2 separate regions of the Mus musculus genome follow, and region 2 is linked to region 1. Evidence: chromatin contacts called from public Micro-C data. All regions are on one chromosome and are shown on one strand. The core of a region is the stretch at or near the end of the contact, and the rest is flanking DNA. Distances in the headings are between cores, read along the strand shown. Region 1 overlaps Mon2 (MON2 homolog, regulator of endosome to Golgi trafficking). Region 2 holds the start of Mon2 (MON2 homolog, regulator of endosome to Golgi trafficking).

The links. A called contact is a pair of places that touch in the nucleus more often than the background predicts.
Region 2: a contact with region 1 is called in a Micro-C map of palatal mesenchyme, with 1.9 times the contacts expected there. The contact joins the promoter of Mon2 here to the enhancer-like site in region 1. A contact is called at or near these places in 15 of 39 promoter capture datasets (the 3T3-L1 cell line, 3T3-L1-derived adipocytes, the C10 cell line and 10 more), 1 of 15 datasets of contacts at CTCF or cohesin (the NIH/3T3 cell line), 24 of 484 Hi-C or Micro-C datasets (the AtT-20 cell line, B cells, the C2C12 cell line and 14 more), 5 of 115 datasets of contacts at active chromatin or transcription factors (the SCID.adh cell line, embryonic stem cells, large pre-B cells and 1 more) and 3 of 9 other capture datasets (adipose tissue, liver and pancreatic islet).

Annotation. Positions count from the first base shown.
Region 1 is chr10:123,002,779-123,006,978 of GRCm38.p6, forward strand. It overlaps Mon2 (MON2 homolog, regulator of endosome to Golgi trafficking), which reads right to left. Exons shown (of 36, transcript NM_001163024.1): 32 at 4,194-4,200; 33 at 3,234-3,357; 34 at 1-125. Among named protein-coding and RNA genes, the nearest start is that of Mirlet7i, 19 kb to the left of the region's middle. Within about 2 kb of position 2,258, at least 32 of the 459 cell types and tissues checked have an H3K27ac peak or open chromatin away from gene starts, as enhancers often do. A contact at or near this core is called in the SCID.adh cell line and palatal mesenchyme, where this site is marked.
Region 2 is chr10:123,075,250-123,079,432 of GRCm38.p6, forward strand. Mon2 (MON2 homolog, regulator of endosome to Golgi trafficking) reads right to left here and starts at 1,256. Exons shown (of 36, transcript NM_001163024.1): 1 at 603-1,256. The coding sequence starts at 713.

The sequences.
Region 1 (4,200 bases), core at 1,008-3,507:
GAGTGCCATTCGTGAGATGTAGCCTTCCTGGGGTGTTGTGACTTTGTTACTGAAGGAAAACTGGAGCAATGTTTCAAAACACATTTTAGAAAATTCTTCTCTCAAACGAATGTCAATTTCTGCTTCTGTAAAATTAGCAACATTTGATTATTAAAAAATGTTAACACAGTGCACATTAATAACGAGCCTAGCAAGCTAGGAATAAGGATATCAATAAGATGAAAGGCACTGATGAACAACCTTTAGTTAATACTACTTAGTAAATATCTAGTAAATAACAATCTTTCCTCTAGGAAGGTGCAAAGAGAGGCTGCCCATAATCAACATGTTCTTTTTGCTTTTCCTTTGTTTAGAGTGTGTTTGCATGTGTGTGTGTGTGCATGTGCATGTGCGTATATTGTGTATGTACATGTGCTTGTGTATGTACATGTGTGTATGTGTGCGTGTGTGTGCATGCATGTGTGTGCACATGTGCACATGCCACATTATACATGTGGAAGGCAGAAGACAACCCGCAGGAGTCAGTTCTCTCCATGTGCATTCTAGTGACTGCACTTAAGGCTTCAGGCTTGATGGCCAGTATCTATCTGTTGGTCCCAACATTTTTCTTATCTTGTGACAAGGCTATAAAGTGAGTTTTAAGGGCAATGAGTGTCCCCTGGTTGGCAGAATGCTTGCCTAGTACACACGAGGCTCTGCGTTTGGATTCTAGGTTCAATACCCAGTACTACATAAAGTAGACATGGTGGCATGCCGGCAACTCCAGCATGAGAATGAAAAGCTTAAGGGCACTCTAGGCTGCACAGGAAGTTTGGTGCCAGTCATTGAGGTATGCATTTTTTGAGGACAGTTTGGAGTACCTGAGATGACACCTTAAACAACAATGACAAAACCCGAACAAACTTCTCAAGAGCTTCATCTAAGTCAAAACCCACACTTACTGCCTTTTCTGTCTTACCATCTTTTCTCCTTCCCTAGCCACATGTTTTCAGGAGCATGAGCCTGCTCTGCTCTGGACTAGTTCTTCCTAGTCAACTTCTTTAGCCATAACTGGCAGGTAGTCTTTGGCCAACGCCGTTCTCCCTCATGTCTCCCAGAACCCTAGCTTCCTGCTTTCTCGGTTTACCCTGCTTCCATGAAGATATCTGGAAGTGGCTTCCTAAGAAGGGATGGAGGAAAATAAACCTTTGTTGTTCTTCTGAGGCTGCCGTTACGTTACTGTGTAAGACATACAGCTGGCTTCCAGCTGCTCGAGAGCCATTGTGGGAAGTGGGAACTCTCCTATCCCACCCTGTCCGAGGCAGAAACCCTGGGAACAGGACACCCTTTCTGCTAAAGTATGAGAACTACCATCCTAGACTCAGACCTGCCCAGCTGTGCCTAGGTACACGCCTCCATGGTGAGAACTCTCCATTTCTAGCCCCCATGTCAAGTCTTTGAGAAATGCGCAGTTCCTGGAGAACTTGTAGACCATTTGAAAAGTTGTTGTGGCTGAGAGTGACTGATCTTCCTTTTATGGTAAGTGTGTGGATATTGTGTGATCTTTATCCTTCATTGTTTTGGGCACAGAGTTATCATCTCTAAGGTGAGGATATCTTTAGTCTTCAGCAATTCCCTTTTCTATATTTCTCTGTTCCCTCCAGGAAGATGCAGTTATCAGAGGTACCTGATAAACGCCTCTGACTAATTTTCTTTCTTTCTGATCTTAGTTTAGCACAAATTTTCCCACCGGTTTCTGCTCTATGTTCTTGGTCACTCCTGTGGTTTGAGCAACAGTTTCTGGAACTTGAACACTGCACACTCCACAGGCAGAAGTACTGCTGGGGACTCTTAGGAGGCGTGGCCTCAGTGAGGACGTGTGTCACTAGGGGTGGGCTTTGAGGTTTCAGAGCCATACACCACTCTCAGCACACACATGTTCTCTCTCTCAGTCGGCTCCCCCTCTAGCCCTTGATTTCACTCTCAGTCTCCCGCCTGGGGTTGAGGAGTTCTCAGCTCACTGCCCCACTGCTGTGCCTGCCCGCACCACACTCCCCCCGCCCCCCCCATGGTCTCCTTCACCCCTCTGGAAGAACCTCTTTCTTTTATTTACTTCTTTCTTTTGGCCTTCCGAAACCCTGAGAGTCTGTGAAGTTTGGCCATCAGTCCATGCTAAAGATCCAAGAACCAAGTGACCCTAGGAACTCGCCTAGCATGGAATGTCTTTCTGTGTGTGTTTACAGAAAACGCAAAGGAAAAGCTGAGACAGCATGTTCTTTATGCAGTCCTTGGAGTGCGTGTGAGCGCCTGTCTTTCTTTCAGTGTTGCTGTGCTCACACCACACACGGTAGGCAGGGCTACCTGGCCTTGGTACACGTCACACCATACTTGGTAGGCGGGCTATCAGAAAACCTGATGATTCAGCCCTTGAAATATTTGTACCTAATTTTAATTGTACTCTATTAGAATATCTACCATTTTAAATATAAGTATTATATAAAAAATAAGCCCACTTAATTATTTTTCTCTGAAATTCCCATGCTGTGCAGGCCAGTTTTTTGAAATGCTGGGGTGAGTGGAAAAAAAAAAAACAAAAAACAAAAAAAACCACAAAACCCTTGGCTTGTGAAGTAAGCAGCAAGAGAGCCATCTAGTGGTCAAACTGTATAAATGGTCAGGGTAGCTCTAGTAAAGGTTGGGACTAAGGATAGAAAATAACCTGCAAAAATGTATGACCTCACATAAAAAAATCCCATTGTGTCACAGTTACTTCTGAGATCTGAGTACATGTTTTAATAACCAGAAATTATAACAAAATTTAGACATATTAGAGGGCATAATGAATGGAGTGTGTTCTTTATACATACTGTGGTATGTATCCTCAGAAATGTTCCCAAGAGTGAGACACCTCTCTAGCACAGTGTGGTACATAGTAGGCACTCACTGTTTGCTCCGTTAAGAAATGTTAAGAAACTTTTTCCCTACTAAAACCAACATTCTAAGTGGCAGAATATTCTCTTTTTTTCTATACTAGACTCTTTACAATAATCCATGACTTCAAAATGTAGTAAATTCTGTCACCATGCATAATTCATCCGACTGCAGAAGCCCCATGTGACTCACTTAATCAGAGCTTACGTATATGATCGCCTCCATTTCCCGGTATAACCCTCACTCTCTACGTCCCACGCTGAAGCATGACTTACACATGTGACTATCCTCGCTCGGGCTGTAAGCGGCCCCGAGTCACGCACCTGTGAATGAGCACGGCTGAGAGTGGATGGAGCCCTTGTTGAGCATGGTCATCATCTGACCCACGAACGCTTTAGGAATGAGGTTGGCATACGGGAGGATCTCCGCACTGATGAGCTGAACAACCTACAGCAAAGGAGAGAGCGCCAAATCTACTTTTCCTTCGGAAGAGACGGCCGATTCAAATGAGATTGTCTAGAGTCAGAGCTAAATTTTACTTTTTGAAAAAGTAACGACCCTTCTCTGACCGCAGTACATGAACGTTTTACTGTTCCTACAACATGACCACTAGCCTGCCTCTTCATCCATCTTACCTATAAGGAGAGTCAACACTAAGGTTTACTGTGCTACAGTTTGAACATATGTTGATCTTCACCCAACCACAAATATATAGAAAAATGCTCAGCCATATTTGAGACTCACCCACATTTAAATATCCAAAATTAACGTTAAACTTATTTTTCATAACCAGAAATTATGAACTATGAGAAATTAAAGTCATATTCATTTTTGTTGCATACTGTGTCCTAACATACAGTTTATTTTATCCTCTAAAGGAAAAAAAAAAGCTTACATGAGGCTTAAACAGCAATGGCACATAGGCGAGACTTTTACAATGGCTACACTTTCAAGTCTACATGAGAAAATAATGTATTTGATTTACGTAAACATTCAGCTACCTCAAAGATAACAGATCCCACCTCCTTCCCCAACCAAAGCTTCACAGCTAAAACCCCTCAAGGCTGGCAAGACAGCTCAGCAGGTGCTGAACCCATGAAAAAGTGGAAGGTTCCGCAAAGCTGTCCTCTGACACACATACAGGTATACACACACACACACACACAGAGAGAGAGAGAGACACACACACATGCCCTTCCCTACTAACATTAAAATCTTTACATTCCATTTATCATCCTCAAATACAGTATAAAACACAGAAAAAATTTTCTAAGCTTGCTTACTTCAACA
Region 2 (4,183 bases), core at 6-2,505, 71 kb after region 1:
TCTCCTATACTGGTACCACAATTTTCAGCTATTCTACAGCTGAAAAACAACAACAACAACAACAACAACAACAACAAATTATGCACCCAAGAGGCTATATATACTCAGATATATTTGTTTTGCAAAGCATCCTACTAGAATACTGCTTGTGCAGGGCTTAACATGGTTATCGTAGGCCTTGACCATTTGCTGTAATTTGGGGCTCTAGTTTATCACGACGATTAGATTTTTAGGTGGGCTGAATAACACAGACAAGAAGGAAATGTTCCCACACACTATGCCCACCTAAGTATGGAGAACGGATTCCGCTACAGCGGTGGATACTCATTCTTAGGAGCAATATACCTGACTCGAGTGTCACCAAACCGGCTCACTCATGGAACTTCGCTCCGAAATAAACATAACAAGAGAATGGAAGAAATCAAATCTCCTTGGAACTCTCAAAAGAATTCTACGAACAGCCTTTGCTGGGCAATCACCAAACTTAACTGGCGGAATGAAAATTAGTATAGGTGTTGGGGAATCGAGGAAAGCGGTCTACGAGGACCAGGGAGCGCTCGTGACGTTCCCCCCCCCCGCCCCTGACGTCGCCTGGGACCTACCTCCTTGACAGGTGGGAACTTCTTCTTGCATTCTAGTGACAAGGCCCGCAGGTCGCTCTGCATATTCTCCAGCAGCTTCTTCACAGCCTCGGGGCTGTTGGTGCAGGACATGGTCCCTCCAGGTCACCGCCGATCTGGGACCAGCACTACCAAGCAGGCACTGTCAGCAGCTTGCGCGGCCCGCAGCCAGCCGGCGGCTCCTCAGTCTTCCTTAGCCGGGGCCCAGGGCTCGGCGGGCGGGCGGGCGGGCGGGCGCACGGCCGGAGCCGGGCTGCGTCTCCCGAGGCGTGCCCGAGTTCCCCCCGGGCCGCCCCGCACCGCCGCCGGCCGCTCGCCGAAACCTGCCCGCAGCGGTGCAGCCCCACCAGGCTCCACCGGCGCCGGCTCAGGAGCCCACCAGACGGGCAGGTCCCTCCCGCTGCCGCGGGGCCTGGCCACGGCGGGCGTCACCGGCCGAGCTGGCCACAAGCTTCAGCGATGCCCGCCCCGGGTGCCCAGACCCGCCGACGCCATTAGCCCAGTCGCCCACAATTCCGAGCGCGGCCCGGACACGTCAGCCGCACTTCCGGACTCCGGGCCCCGCCCCCGCCCGGGCCAATCCGGAGGCGAGTCTCTGGAGGGGCGGGGCCGAGCGAGAAGCCCAGAACGAGCTCCAGCTGGGCAGTGCGGACCCCGCCCCCGCCGTCGACGCAGGTGGCCGGCACAGCTGCGCAGGCGCGTCCTGTTTTTTTTGGCTGGCTGGTAACCTGGGGATGATCGGAGGTGTCTCCCTACGTCTGTTTGTGATCCATTCTCTTCTGCTATAAATATTTGCTTTTTTTAAAAAATGAATTTGTCTTGTCCGTCACTTCTGCCTCCTTGATCCCCACCCCCCTGACTTAAAACACAAATCAGCGTCTTGCTCCTACCTCCCCGGCCTGGGGAACCTAAACGACAATCCTGCGGAGTTATCCAAATCGACTGACTTTGGTTTATTTAACTGCGGAGTCGTCCCTGATTTTCCTTATCTGTTAACAAGACTCCTCCTGCTCCCCGCCCCCTCCCCGCCTTCCACCGACAGATCCCTTTTATGTTTTTATTTTGCTTTGTTTTTGTTATCTCCCCGCCCCACCCACCCACCTCCCTGACTGTATACCTAGAACATACTAGGTAATTGACGCTCAAATAAGGAACCAATTCATTAGATCAGAAGTGCCAAATAAATGTAAGGCAAAAACTAACGTGAGCTTTTTCGATGTTCCAGGTGAGTCTATTTTTGCCCAAGACATTTCTCTGTTGTAATAAGCAGGAAGCAGAAATAATTTCAGCGTATTGTTCGGATGAGCAAAGCCAGCCTGTGTGGATTGAAGTTGGAAGAGGAGGAAGCTATGTCTGTGTTAAGCTATGTCTGTGAGACTGATTGGAACGTCTTGATTATGGGAAGATGGAATGTTGCAAGTCTAGAATCTAACTATCTTGGTTATCTTTTGCCCCCAGGTATCCACTTACTGTCATCTCTGTGTTTGACCTAACACCCTTGTCTTTTTTTTTTTTTTTTTTTTTTTTTTTTTTTTTTTTTGGAATGTGCCATCAGATTCCTAACTTCCAATGACTCAAAGGCGATCACTATCAGATAGTCCCTGAGGGGCGTGACAGAAAGTTTCCAGTTTTGCTGTAACTCACCTACCTGATGTTCTCAACCTCTGAGTGGAACTACCCTTTCACAGGGGTGGGTGGCCTAAGACCGTCAGATATTTATGCTATTGTTCATAACAGTAGCAAGATTACAGTTACGAAGTAGTATTGAAGATAATTTTCTGGTTGGGAGTCAGCACAACATGAGGAACTGTGTTAAATGGTGGCAGCGTTAGGAAGGCTGAGAACCCCTGCTCTAATGCATTTGTCAAATGCCTTAAGGGAGTCTTTGCTTTGTTATAAAAACTTTATGAAAATGCTACTGTGTTGGATGGTGGTGTTTGGGGGCAACCTGAATCTGTCTTCCTGAGCCTTGGTCCTTCATGTTGGGCTACAGAACAGATTAGGTCTTACTTTCTTTGAGTTGGGAGCTGTATTTTGAAGTTTTCTGAAATGATCTAATAACTGGGCTACTAACACAGATTCTAACACAATGTTTTGGGTTTATTATAGATAGCTTTGGCACAACTTACTGAAAATAATTTTCTTTCATCTTTGACACCTTTGTAGAGTTGAGGAATTCAAGTTGAAATTTTGTTTTGCTTTTGTTGTTGTTGTTGTTTTGTTTTGTTTTCTTTGAGACAGGGTCTCACTGTGTAGCTCTGGATGTCCTAAAACTCACTAGGTAGACCAGGCCAGCCTCAGACTCACAGAGCTCTGCCTGCCTCTGCCTCTGCCTCTCTGCCTCTGCCTTTGCCTCTGCCTCCTCTGCCTCTGCCTCTGCCTCTGCCTCTGCCTCTGCCTCTGCCTCTGCCTCTGCCTCTGCCTCTGCCTCTGCCTCTGCCTCTGCCTCTGCCTCTGCCTCTGCCTCTGCCTCTGCCTCTGCCTCTGCCTCTGCCTCTCCAGAGCTGAGAGGAAAGACGTGTGCTTCAAAGTGATGTTAGAAAATAAAGGCTCAAAAAAATAAAAAATAAAAAAAATAAGGGCTCATTACAGGTCATCACTCACACAGTTCTTCTGTGGTGTCCAAACATAATAATCAGTGAAATTCTTTTTTTCTTGATGTTCCCTCTTCACATTGAAAAATGGGAAGTCAGCCTGTTCTCCTGGTACCTTTTAAGAATATTTTGATTAGTTTACTTATTTTTGTCAGCTTCGTATGTGTGTATAGTAGGTTGTAATAACTCCCATCTTCATTACTATCTCATTCTCCCATTCCTCCTCCCTATGCTGAAACTCTCCTTCCTAAGAAGTTTCCTCTAATTTTCATATTGTGTATGTATGCACATGTGTGCTTGTTTGTGTGCATGTGCGCATATGTGTGCACATGTGCATGTGTGTGCATATGTTTGTGCTTATTTGTGCATGTGTGCACATGTGTGCATATTTGTGTGCTTAAGTGTGTGCTTGTTTGTGCAAGCGTGCATATGTGTATGCATGTGTGTGTGTCACTGAGTTGAAGATTGCTTGCATGAGCATGGATAAGAGATTATTTCTGCAGCATGGGCTACTTTCCAGTAGGTACAACTGCCAAAGAAAATAGCACCTCTCCCCCTGCAACCGACAGTTGCCACTAGGTCCCTACACTTTTATCTCTTTAACAATGAGCCAGAAGGCTCAGTGGTTAAGAGCACTGTCTGCTCTTCCAGAGTTTCCTGAGTTCAAATCCCAGCAACCACATGATGGCTCAAAACCACCTGTAATTGAGATCTGATGTCCGCTTCTGGTGTGTCTGAAGACAGCAACAGTGTATTCACATACATAAAAAATAATCTTAAAAACAACAACAACAACAACCTATAACAGAAAAACTTGTCCAATGTCATTCTGAAATATTTGTCTCAGTCAAAGGACAGAATGCAAATGTCACTCAGCCTAATTTTATATTTGTCCAGTCCTGCAGGCTTGAACACCATTAATGTTCTTTTTCTGTATCTTAGACACTGGTGTTTCCCAGAATTCCATTC